Regions from separate parts of the Manis pentadactyla genome. Here region 1 is linked to region 2. The links are chromatin contacts, called in public Hi-C maps. All regions are on one chromosome and are shown on one strand. Each heading gives the region's core, a stretch centred on a gene start, on an enhancer-like site or on the middle of the called end of the contact. The rest is flanking DNA. Distances are from core to core; before and after follow the strand shown. Region 1 holds the start of TSPYL1 (TSPY like 1). Region 2 holds the start of RWDD1 (RWD domain containing 1).

The links. A called contact is a pair of places that touch in the nucleus more often than the background predicts.
Region 1: a contact with region 2 is called in a Hi-C map of blood, with 3 times the contacts expected there. The contact joins the promoter of TSPYL1 here to the promoter of RWDD1 in region 2. A contact is called at or near these places in 3 of 3 Hi-C or Micro-C datasets (blood, fibroblasts and skin fibroblasts).

Annotation. Positions count from the first base shown.
Region 1 is chr12:74,220,949-74,226,982 of mManPen7.hap1, reverse strand. TSPYL1 (TSPY like 1) reads right to left here and starts at 2,128. Exons shown (of 1, transcript XM_036893543.2): 1 at 1-2,128. The coding sequence starts at 2,022. The coding sequence ends at 724.
Region 2 is chr12:73,916,812-73,922,405 of mManPen7.hap1, reverse strand. RWDD1 (RWD domain containing 1) reads left to right here and starts at 3,041. Exons shown (of 6, transcript XM_036893555.2): 1 at 3,041-3,279. All of the region lies in intron 2 of CALHM4 (calcium homeostasis modulator family member 4), which reads left to right.

The sequences.
Region 1 (6,034 bases), core at 879-3,378, 310 kb before region 2:
AATTAGTAGGGTTCCCGGATGATGGGGTGGAGAGAAGAGGGGGGTAAGAAATCAGGAAGAGGTCTTTTGGGGAGAGTAATGAAGGGACTTTTGTATGCTGGCAAGAAACCTGGGTCCACCAACAGTTCTGGAGATTCTTATTTACCAGAAACCAAAGTGTGGGGCTGACAATGATCTAGAAGATGTTCATCTAGTAGGTAGCAGCCAAGGTGAGCATAGCCAGTAGCAGGCAGCAATAGGTGACCAGAGATATAAGAGCAATGGAGTCACATAAGTCACACAGGCCAAGTGGCCTACTGCTGCTCTTTCAAATCTCCTTTCTTCCCTCCAATTGTCCACAGGTTACATGCCTATACTGCAAAACAAAGTGGGTGGAACACAGTCCTAGACAGAGCCAGATCAAAGGCATGGGAACAAACAGGGTTCAAGCAGTGCAGATAAAGGCAGTGCAATTTACAGCATTGCTTTGCTTTGCTTAGGAGTGCTGTGATGCATGGTCATGCAACATGTGGTAGGAATGCAGAACAGTATGAAGGCCATGTGGAAATGAAGAACATGGCCACAAAATGTCATTCTTGAGGTTGCCAGAACTGAATGTCCAGAAATTAAAAGTTGCAGAAATGTCAGGGGAAAAAAAAGGCATACCCATTTCTGTTGCCCCAAGCACAGGTCAAGCAAGAGGTGGTGGAAGACCTTGTGCAGGAGCCTTCACAAGGGAAGAGTTTAACCAGACTGGAACCCAAAGGGCCTGGGGATCTCCACTGGCTCCCTTATTGGGCGATGTCTGGGCCTACGGACTCCTTCACGCAGCAGGTAGTATTGCAGTGGATTTGGCCACAGGTCCTCTTTAATAATCTCTGCAATCTTGTCTGACTCTGGAAGACTGTGATCCGAAAACCAGGTGAAGAAATTGCAGACGACACCTTGGTTCCTGCGAATGAAAGACTGTGGTTCATGGCCTGGACGCCATATGATTGGAGTGGAGAGAGAGACCACTCTGCCAGAGGCTCTGACTTCATATTCCTTGACTATCAGCTTGTTTCTGAAGTAGGGGTTTCTTCGAAAGAAGAACTTGAACTTGCAGCCAGTTCTAGGGTGTCTGAGTTCCTTCACCTCCAAATTGGTTATGTATCTTAACATCTCTGCATCTTGGCCCCTAATCATGGGGGACAACTGAGGATGGTTCCGAAAGGCAGTGACCCAGAAGCCCGGGATATTCTGAATGATGTAATTTCTCCGTTCCAGGTAATGTCGACGCATCCTTCCAAACTTATGCTCCAGTTGCTGAAAGGCCCTGTCGGCCTGCGCATTCACAGTGTCCAGTTCCATTTGGATGGCCTCCAAAGGGTTCATGCGGAGATCCATATTCAGGAGCTGGGGCCCTGCCTCCTCCTCCACCTCCTCCACAAGCTTGTTTTCCTCCATTTCTACTTCTTCACCTACTGGCTTCTCCTCTACCTCCATCTTCTGTTCCACAGCCTTCTCTTCCTTCACTCTTTCCTTCTCAACCACCTCCTCACCCACTGCTACTGAGAAGACGGTACACTTCCCAGTCTTCATTTCCTCGGCTTCGGCCTCGGCCTCAGCCAACACCTCACACGCCGACCTCTCCGCGCCACGGATTTCTAGGGTCTGCCCGCGACCCAGGCCGCCTGGCTCTCCACACTGACATCCATTTCTCAGGCTGCTGTCCGTTGCCACGGACACAGACACGGCTCCCTCGCCCGCGGTGAGAGACAGGGCCTCCTCCTGGCCCGCTGTGGTCGCTACATGACCTCGATCTCCACCGCTTCGGACCTGGGGCGCACGGCCGCCGTCCGCGGGGTAGTGGCGCGCTCCCACTGGGAGCGAAACCGCCTCCCGGCTTTCCTCACCCGCCTCCGCCATCACCTGTGACGCCTCAGCTTCCTCGAGTCGCTTCTGGCACTTATGTGGATCCGTGTCTCCGGCGGGACGGTCGAGCGTAGTGAGACTATGGGTCTGGGGGAGAGGCGTCCTCTCGACCCCACCCGAGCCGCTCATGGTCGCAGCACCCAAACCAAGTAAGGATGACTGCTGTTTACCTCACAGATGCCGCGCTGCTCACAAACGACCGCAAGCTCCGCCTACCCTGTAGTATCGCGAACGTCCCCGTGACGATGACGTCAAGACTGTATATCACAGTCTTAACGCGAGAACTCGCGGCTCCCGGGACTGTTTCCGCAGTGGCTTATGGTGCCTGAGTGCTTTCCCTTAAATTTGTTTATACGAATTAATCGGGTGGAGCGATAATCTGATTTACGCAAACAAATGTAGATCGAACCAGAGACTGAAAGCAGTGAGGACCCTCCCTGAGATAGTTCTGGAAACTGCCTCCAGCCTGTAGGCTGGGGTCAGTTGTAGGGCTCACAGTACTACACTGCCTGCTGGCACTGAAACGAATTTTTCTGGGTTTCCATTCCGTTACTTCATAACGGCCAGGAGGAAAAATCTAGTCTTTTTTTTAAAAACTAAGATGAATAGCAAAGGGTTTCCCTTTCCTCAAGTAAAAATGATCTGAAAATATCACTTCTAGCCTCTAACATTACTGGGAGAGCGAGCTACTCCCCGGCTTTTTGTCACTACAGTGATGCATATAATAATCCCCTTGTTAGCCCTAAATTTATAATATGCATCAAAGAAGAGTTTGTGCTGCATAATGTCTGCAGGAAGGAAGCCAGGATCAATTTGCTAAATCTTGCTCCATGGCCCCTCACTGCAGAAAATAGAAAAGCTATTCCCAGTCCCATAAACTGAACCTGTTAACGAATTTAGTTCTGCTGGGAGGTAGGAAATGTTGTCGATAGTGCGCTGTCCGTTCATAGCAATCAGCTCCTAGAATTATTTAAGAGGAACAAACTCTGGTTGTTTTAGTTTGTTGACTTAGGAGGCAAAATGGTGTTAAATAGCTACAAGACCTCAGAGAAATACCACTGGGGAGTTGGGGGTGTGGGGATCCCGCCCACCACCATTTTTATGAAGAAAAGCCGGTTGAAGCAGATAAGGAAGCACAAGTATAATTAATTAATTAGTTCTCTAACAGACAATGTTAGGAAAGACTCCAGTGATAGATAGTGCATGTAAATTGTAACCAAGATTCCGCTGAGTAGTTTGCCTAGACAATACCAAGATACTTGGAGGAACCCTTTCTCTTTTTGTCATTAAATTTGGAAAAAACATTATATAGAATATTTGATTGAATATGTACAGAAAATTAGGAGAAACTTAAATTTCTTCTAATGTTAATTATCTGAAAATCACAGTAGAGAAATAAGTGTGATTATAATTCGTTGTTATGGAATATAGAGAGTCCAGGTTATGATCACTTTTGAATACAAGGCCAGAAAGAAGCAAGGATTTAGAAGGAAAAGTAGGTATGTCTATGCTACACCATGACTTCTTTTAAAAGAATCTTTGCTTGTAAGAAGGAGCTGTCCAGGAGTTCAACCTGCACCAAGTCTCATGTGCTCAAGGAGTTATTTTACATGCAGGAACAAAAATGTGATTGCTATTTGCCACAAAAAAATTAGTAGGACTATAACATGTAGAACTTTTTTCTTGTCTTTTTGAACCTAAAGTCTTAAAAGGGATATGTGTCTCTTATACATGGCACAAGTTATCCCACTATTCTGAAACATTCTTTTTAGGCAGTACTGTCCATTCCCTAAGGCCACACCACAAACCTATCTTGCTTTAGAATGTGCTAGGCATATTACATGCATTAAATTGTCAAGTTTTTGAGGTTAAGTAACTTAATCAAGGTTATCATATAATAACTGCTGCATTTTCCTTCCCCTTTCCTAGGTGCAACTTTCCTTACCACCCTACTGTTGCAGGAACTGCAGGAATTACGAACAAGGAGTCGGGACACCGGGACGTTAGGCGAGAAGCAGTTAATTAGTGCTAGCACTAGCTCAGTGAGTTCATATCCAAAGGCTGAGCCCCGAGCGCAGGGAGGCCATGCCTTTTACTTTCACTACTAGGGTAAAGGAGAGTCAGCCCCCAGGACTGTTGCAGTGGGAGCTGTTAGTGTACTATAGGTTCAGCCAGAATGCTAGTTATGTTTTAACCTATCTCACTAAAGGGTATCCGGATACTCTATTGTAAACTAACGGGCCTACACGACTATGATCAACAAGCTGTTCCATATCACTGGGTCCGTGTGCCGGGTACATTGTTACATTGCCCTCAAGCACCCTGTGATTCCTCTGTGTTCTTAAAGCCTTAAAGAAACATTGTCCTTTTTCTTGGCTTGGCTTCCTAGCATGCTAGGACTCAATATCTTCCTCCTCTGAATTCCTACAACTCTTTTATGAATTGTGCCATGCAATTTAGCATTGATTATTCACTTTCTCTTAGTGGCTCTGGTTGTTACATACATGTAGTCTCATCATGCCAACATCACCCCAAGGGTAGGAGTACAATGTTTCTTCTTTTTATTTGCTTAGCATAGCATGCAGCTGAGATTTTGGTTGATCATTAATAATATTTGTTGATTTGAGTAAAATAAAACATTAAATGATCTTACAAACACTAATATAGTGTGTCTATACTGGTATATATTTTATTTGATAGGGAAATATATTTTAGCTGTGCTTCATATATTACCTTTTTGCATTTTGGAATATAAGATACATTTATACATTACAGAGCATTTCCTTGGCATTCGGTAATAAATCTCACTGCCCAAAAGATAGCCTAATCTTTTCTAATATGAATTTGTAAGAAAACATTCACAAAAACCATGAAGTTATTATCCACCATATCAAGGAATCAGATTCTTTAGGAATGACTTCTCAGGTGATAAGGAGGTTAGCACCAGTTTATACATTTTTGTTTTGCAGAAATATACATTTTCTGGTTATATTAGTGATATCTTTCATGTCTTATTGCTTCTGATATATACCAGACACTGTGGTAAATACCATCCTATGTATTGAATCATTTAGTTCTCATAAGAACCGTGTGAGGTAATGCTATAATGACATTCATTTTACTCACTGGGAAACTGAGGCAAAGAGACTGAGTCATTTACTCAAAAGGACATACAAATGGTAGACCCAAGATTTGAATCCAGGTAGTTTATTCAGGAGTTCATGCTCTGAACAAAATGTGAAGTCACTTCTTAAAAGAAGAGCATAAAACTATCCTCATTTAAATGAATTAAAAGAATACACAATTTTCTGCCTCCTCCTCTACTCCCCTATCTGAAAGCATGTTAATATTAGTTAGGAAAGTGCCCAAGGATGTGCATTCTGTTTAAAGGAAAGGCAGTTATTCATGATCCCTAAATTCTAAACCCTATCAGACCCAATGTTACCTTTTTATAACATTTTCTAAAACAGTCTTAACTTTCTTGAAATGAAATTCATAGATAACATTATCCACTTATAAACCTAATAGAAAACATGAATATAATGACTGATATAGAAGAGAAATAAAAGTAATTTATAATAGTGTCTGTTCCAATATGTAAAGTACTAACACACATATGATGTAAGGAAGTTAACCCTGTTGATATAGTCACCATGGATGGAAACTGATATAGATAGGTTTTACTCATGGCTCAAATGCCATCAGTAGCATTACTTATGCTGATGAGATTTTCTGCCATGGTGACCAAACTTTGGTTGAGTTCTGTATTCGTATGTAAAATAATGTTAAATTCCAGGCTCTGCTGAATAAATAAAAGTGGGCTTTCCCCCTCAGAATTTTTTGATGATGCATGATACTAGCATTCTTGACCCCACTTAATGAAAGCCAATAACAACCTTCATTCTTTGTAATAAGCAAAACACCACAAATTTCCACAAAACCTGTAAGGAAGGTGCAGATCTTGCTGATGATCGCTCTCTACTTGGTGAGTATGGTATTCCCATTGATTCCCACTAGAGGGAGCAACTGGCCTTTCAGAAAGTGGTACGTCTGGTTTATGATGGAAGGACTTTTGAATGGTCTTTCACTGTAAATGAAATACTCTTGTATTTAAATTGAATCATAATCTTTTATTCTCACT
Region 2 (5,594 bases), core at 1,792-4,291:
CAGAGTATACAGAATGAGAATTTCATATGGCTGTTTGTATTTATGACTGGTGATGAGTCATCTGACTGAATGAAACCTTAGCCACAATGAACTGTTTGAAAGTTAAGATTAACCTCCAAATAGGGAATTCTAAATTCTGTCCGTCAGAGTAGTGAAACTGCCTAGAAAACTCCTAGGGGCAGAAGTGTGCCAAAATTTTTTAAACCAAAATTTAAAGCAAAATTTTTTTTAAAGACTGATAATATTAGGAAATAGCAACTGTGAGTTCCAATTATTTGTGGAAGAAACTTAGATGAATACTAATGAGTAAGAGGAATCTCTGTGGGACATTTTTCTTTAGTAATAAAGATGAATAGATATCAGCAACAGAAAATGAAATCCTTCAGAGGATGTTATATATATTTAAAAATTACAAATAACACTGATATCCTTCCTACTTTAGAATTTGCAACGTGTTTTCATATACATTATTTCATGTTACCTGAAAAATCCTAGCAGCTTATTTGGCTTATAAGCAGCTAAGGCTGGGCTTCTCCCATCTGGCTCCAGATCCCATTATGGTTGTTCTCACTACACTATTTGCCTACCAGCAAAGCTTGAATACATTGTCCTGTAACAACTTTAATTATAAATTAAAAATGAAACACTAAAAGGAATGCAGTTTGCTTCATAAAAACTCTTCACTTTCAGGAAGTTAAAGGCCTTCCTATATTCTGTAAAGTGTCTCTGTCATTGTTGAACTGAAATTAGAGAACCAAAAAACTTAGTGATGCTCATGCAGGTTTAAAAAAGAAAAACAGGATCTAGGTGTCCATAGAGAATGCCAGGTCAGCTGCCATCAGGGTGTGTTCTCTTGAATACATTAGCACTGGAACTCCCTTAGGAAGTTATCTTCAGTTTTTAAAAACAACAAAAACCCACTTGAGGATTCTGAAATATGAAGGCTTAACAGCAAAAATGTAGCAGGTTTCAAAGGTTATTTTACCAAAAATTCTAATAAAATAGTAAGGCAAGTAAAGGCACACTCCATTTACTAAATTAAAACCTGCAGCCAGTTATCAACCTTTTTCTCATACCTTAAATTGTTCTGCTGCATCTCATCTGTTCTGATAGGCTGTGTTTTTATCATCAGTTAGGACAACAGTTTTAAAATTTCACTTTTTTTCTTTGGTCAGTGAATTATTTAAAAGTGTTACTAACTTTCTTGCCGAATTCATACTATCTTTTCACCTGTCATTTTGGCCAAAAGAACTTCTATACAGTTGTTCTAGAAAAAAATCATTTTTAACTCTTTTCTTGCAGCCCACATCAAACTCTGATAACTCTACCTTCAGTGTGTATCCAGAATCTGACCAGTCTTACCACTTCCATCTTACCAGTCCAAGTCACCATTGTCTTCTGCTTGGACTATTGCCAAAGCCTCCTAATTGGTCTTCCAGACTTTGTTGCCCTTAAGTGTATTTACACTTGGTATCAGGGGCGGTCTTTCTGTAAATTAAAGGAGTCATATCGTCATTCTTTCATTTAAACCCTTCAATGATCGTACAAGATCTGTAAATTCCCCCACCTCCCAGCTTAACTGCATCTCTCACATGGCTTCCAAATGATAGCGGGCTTGCCTCTTAGGACAGTAGCACTAGCTGTTCCCTCTGTCCAGCTTTCTCTGGCAACAAACCATTGACTTCTCTGAACTGACGATATTCAAAAAAATAAGCATTTTATGTTTGCAAAGCTACCTCATATATTTTATTTGATTCTCACCATCATCAGGAGCGTTTTCCAGTTTTTCCCTGGAAGTTTAAAAGAATGCCTCAAACCTTAATACTTAAGTATTAAATAATCAGTACCAAAATATACTGGAATGCTTTGTTTTAATGTGTTCCTCTGCTATAAGAAAGCAATACTTCGCATAACAGGTCAAGATGCCTTCTGGTCCATGGAACATTATTATGTGAACAAGAGAAAACTTCAGCCTTCATAATTAGGGCGCTCCTTATTTCAAAACAGTTTCTTACTTCCCCCACTACAAAAGTGAACCCAGTTTTAATATACAGGAACAAAGGAAAATATAAAAAAAGTGTTTAACTCGGATACGTTGCAGTATTTTATTACACTTTCCACATCTTTTTGACTTAACAGCTGTTTCTTTATTGTAAACGTAACTGTAAATAGTTCTTCAACATACTTCTCATATTAGTACAATGTTTTAGCCATTTTCTTAGGTTTTGCCAGGGGCTTTGAAAATTTTCTTTGTGACACCTGTGACGAACTTGGAGATAATTGAGGCATATATTTTAAGTGTTACTTCCTCAGTTTTATTCTCCCAAATCAAAGGTTCCTATGGATACTTATTTACGCTGTTTATCAAGAATGCTACTGAAATCTACACACCCTTCACCACTTCACAGAAATAATCACAGACATTTAGCTCTATGTCCAGCCGTGTTTACTTTACAAAGTGAAAAGCGAAGCCTCGAGATGTGACTCAAGAACCCAAATCTCCGGAGTTCCCTTCGGTTTCTCCCTGCGACCGACTCCGCCCGGCTAACGAGCGGGTCGAGCCGACCCTTCCGAACCCGCCCGACGCGCTAGCGAAGCTTCCGCTCCTCTGCGCAGGCACTCGACGCTGGTCTCGGCCGCTCGCCCAGCAGCCGCGGGACACCAAGGAACCGGGGATCCAGAAGCGCAGAACCACCCGAACCTCACTATCAGTCGACAACGAGCTGCACATTCGCCCGCCCCTGGCCAACTACCCGATCGCAAACCGGAAGCCGGAAGCGACGGAGTTTACGGGCGCCCCCAAGTCCCGCCGCGGCAACACCGTCCAGCCCCGGCGCCAGCCTCGATACATCGAGCGAGGAGGCCGCGAGGAGTGGCTTCGCTGGCGCAGGCCCTGAAAAACCCAAGGAACAGGACCGAGGTGTCTGTAGCGAATGCCAGACCGGCTGCCGTCATCGTCCCAGCAGATCCCGAGTGGGCTTGGGACAGGCGGCAACTCAGTGCCCAGCCGGCCAGGCTCAATGAGTCGAACGCCGAGCTAGCGAGCAGGCTGTGGCCGGCGGCGGGCTGTTGCTTAGGAGGCCCGGCCAGACCCTGGGCCCCAGGCTCCCTGCTGCGGACTCTGCGCCTGGTCCCGGCGCGGCGGTGGCCCGACGCGGAGCGCCGCCTGCGTGTCTGGTCGTCCATGGGCAGCAGCGAGGGCCACGATGACAGATTACGGCGAGGAGCAGCGCAACGAGCTGGAGGCTCTGGAGTCCATCTACCCCGACTCCTTCACAGGTGAACCCCGCGGGCGCCGGCCGCAGCCGCCCGGGGTGCAGTGGGACGGGCCGGGCCGGAGCCGCCGCCGCCCATAGCCTCCCGGCCCAGGAGGAGACGGCACAGCGAGGCCGCGTGGCCGCCGGCCCGTTGCTCTCTCCTCAAGTTCCCCCAGCGTGTTCAGGCCCTTAGGAGTAACCGCGATTGTTTACCTTTCCCCGTCCGTTCCCCGAAATCTAGGAGTCTGGACAAGGCTGGCGAGGTCCCTGGAGAGTGTCAGGCCTGGGATTGGATAGGGGCACATTGGTTTCTATGTAATTTACGGCAACCCGAGGTTTAGTGAAATAGCGCGAAAACAGATAAAAATGCCAAGTGGGAATAGCTCTTTCCAGAGCTGCAAAGGTGTCAGTTTTCACATTTTTCAACTTTATTCAGGTAGAAGCTGTTTTTCGTAGGACGGTGTTTTGAAGTTTATGGGAGTCAGAGTGTTCTTCTCAGAGTTACCCAGAACTTTAAGAGTAACATTGTCCCTCAAGTTTGTGGTTTTTCTTTTCTTTCTTGCTTTATGATCTGGCATTGATGTAGCGCAAATCCCAGTTCTACTGTAGAATCGCAGGTTGTTAGACTGGCAGGGGTATTAGACATCTTCCACCGGGACTCCTCTTGCTGCAGGCAAGGTAATGAAAGTTCAGGAAGTTAAGTGACTTGCTTTGGGTCGGCCAGCGGGTTGGCGACAGGACTGGTACTAAGCATTAGGTCTGGAACGCCTTTCCTGCGCCTTCACATTCCTTGGCCCAGACATGTGGGACTTGGGATCTCGCTCCAGCTGGGATGACGGGGAACCGAGATTACATGGCAGGTCGGGCTACAGTAAAATAGTAATGAGAAGTTCATTAGGTCTATTTAAAAGGGAGAGAATACTTATGTATTAAGACGCGCTTCAGATGATTCTGAAAATGCAGCAAGATAACCATATCAATAATATGGCTTCTTTCACATTACACTCAGTTTTTGAGAAGTGATCAAATGAAGCCAGTATACTCAAGTAGAGCACAGGTTGTGGGACATTCCCCATTCCTTCATTTGTTGTGCATGATCGATTGTTAGAACACAGTGTAATAGTACATTATTTTAACTCATATACTCCAACCTCTCTCCCTCTCATTGTTAATAGTTTTCTTAGTTCCCCCTTTTGACCACTGCTTGCAATGGTAGCAAATTTTGTTCTGCTTTGCCAACAGGCAGATGTCTCTCAGCTATCCTTGTATAGCTCCAGTCCTGTTCATGTTCTCTCTCACCAGCAGTGCACCTGTACTGTGAGGATGTTAAGGGGATGAGTGAAGAGGGGTTTGAGAGTGTCATTACCTGGGTGAGTGCGTATGGAGTCTGGCTCCCTTCTCTATCCTTGCTTATATGTCATTGTGTAAATAAAATAGAATATAGGGTCAGTTGTTGGATATTCTCAATTGTGACATTTGGTCATTTCTAGTACACTGGAAATGTAACAGGCATGAACACTGTGTGTAGGCAATGTTAAGAAAGCATAAGATGTGCTATTTTCATTTCTTTGGATATAAGATATCCCTCATTAAATACGGTGCATATAAGCATTTATAAGTGATATATATTTAACCCTAAAGCAGTCTTGTGGTTCTTACAAATCTGAGACAGTTCCGTGTGTGAAATTCTTGTCAGATGCAAAAAGTACTTGAAGATTCTGAGCCACGGTAATAAAAGACGATTTATGAATCTTTGATGCATTCAAGTATTCCACAGTATCAGCTGAGCCCATCTAATTCCTATCAGCATTCCTTCAAGCTTTACAATAAATATTTAAAATGAGATGTCTTGATTTGTAGTTCCTTAGTAATTTTGCCTTACTCATGATCATATTCTTTATAATCTCTCAGAAATATTCAGAGGTCTTTGGAATGTTTCCATGTTTCATTTTTTGAAATCTTGAGGATTTGCAGGTTTATTGTTTTACAGTCTTCTCTTGTGTTGATGATTTCATACTTTAATATTTTTGTACCAGGTTTAAGAAAGACAGCTTGCTTGTGGCAGTTTGCCAAGGAACAGTAATTTGTAGTTTTCTAACTTCATTTTAAATTACATTTAATATTAGATTTGGTAAGTGATCAGTTCCATGAATGAAGGAAGTGTATATACATATGTGTGTGTGTGTGTGTGTGTGTGTGTGTGTGTGTGTGTGGAGAGAGAGAGAGAGAGAGAGAGAGAGAGAGAGAGAGAGAGAGAGAGAGAGAGAGAGAGATTGCTGAGTGCTTGACAGAGAAGCTTTTGTTAAGCACATCATGACTCCCTTGGGGATGTTGAAG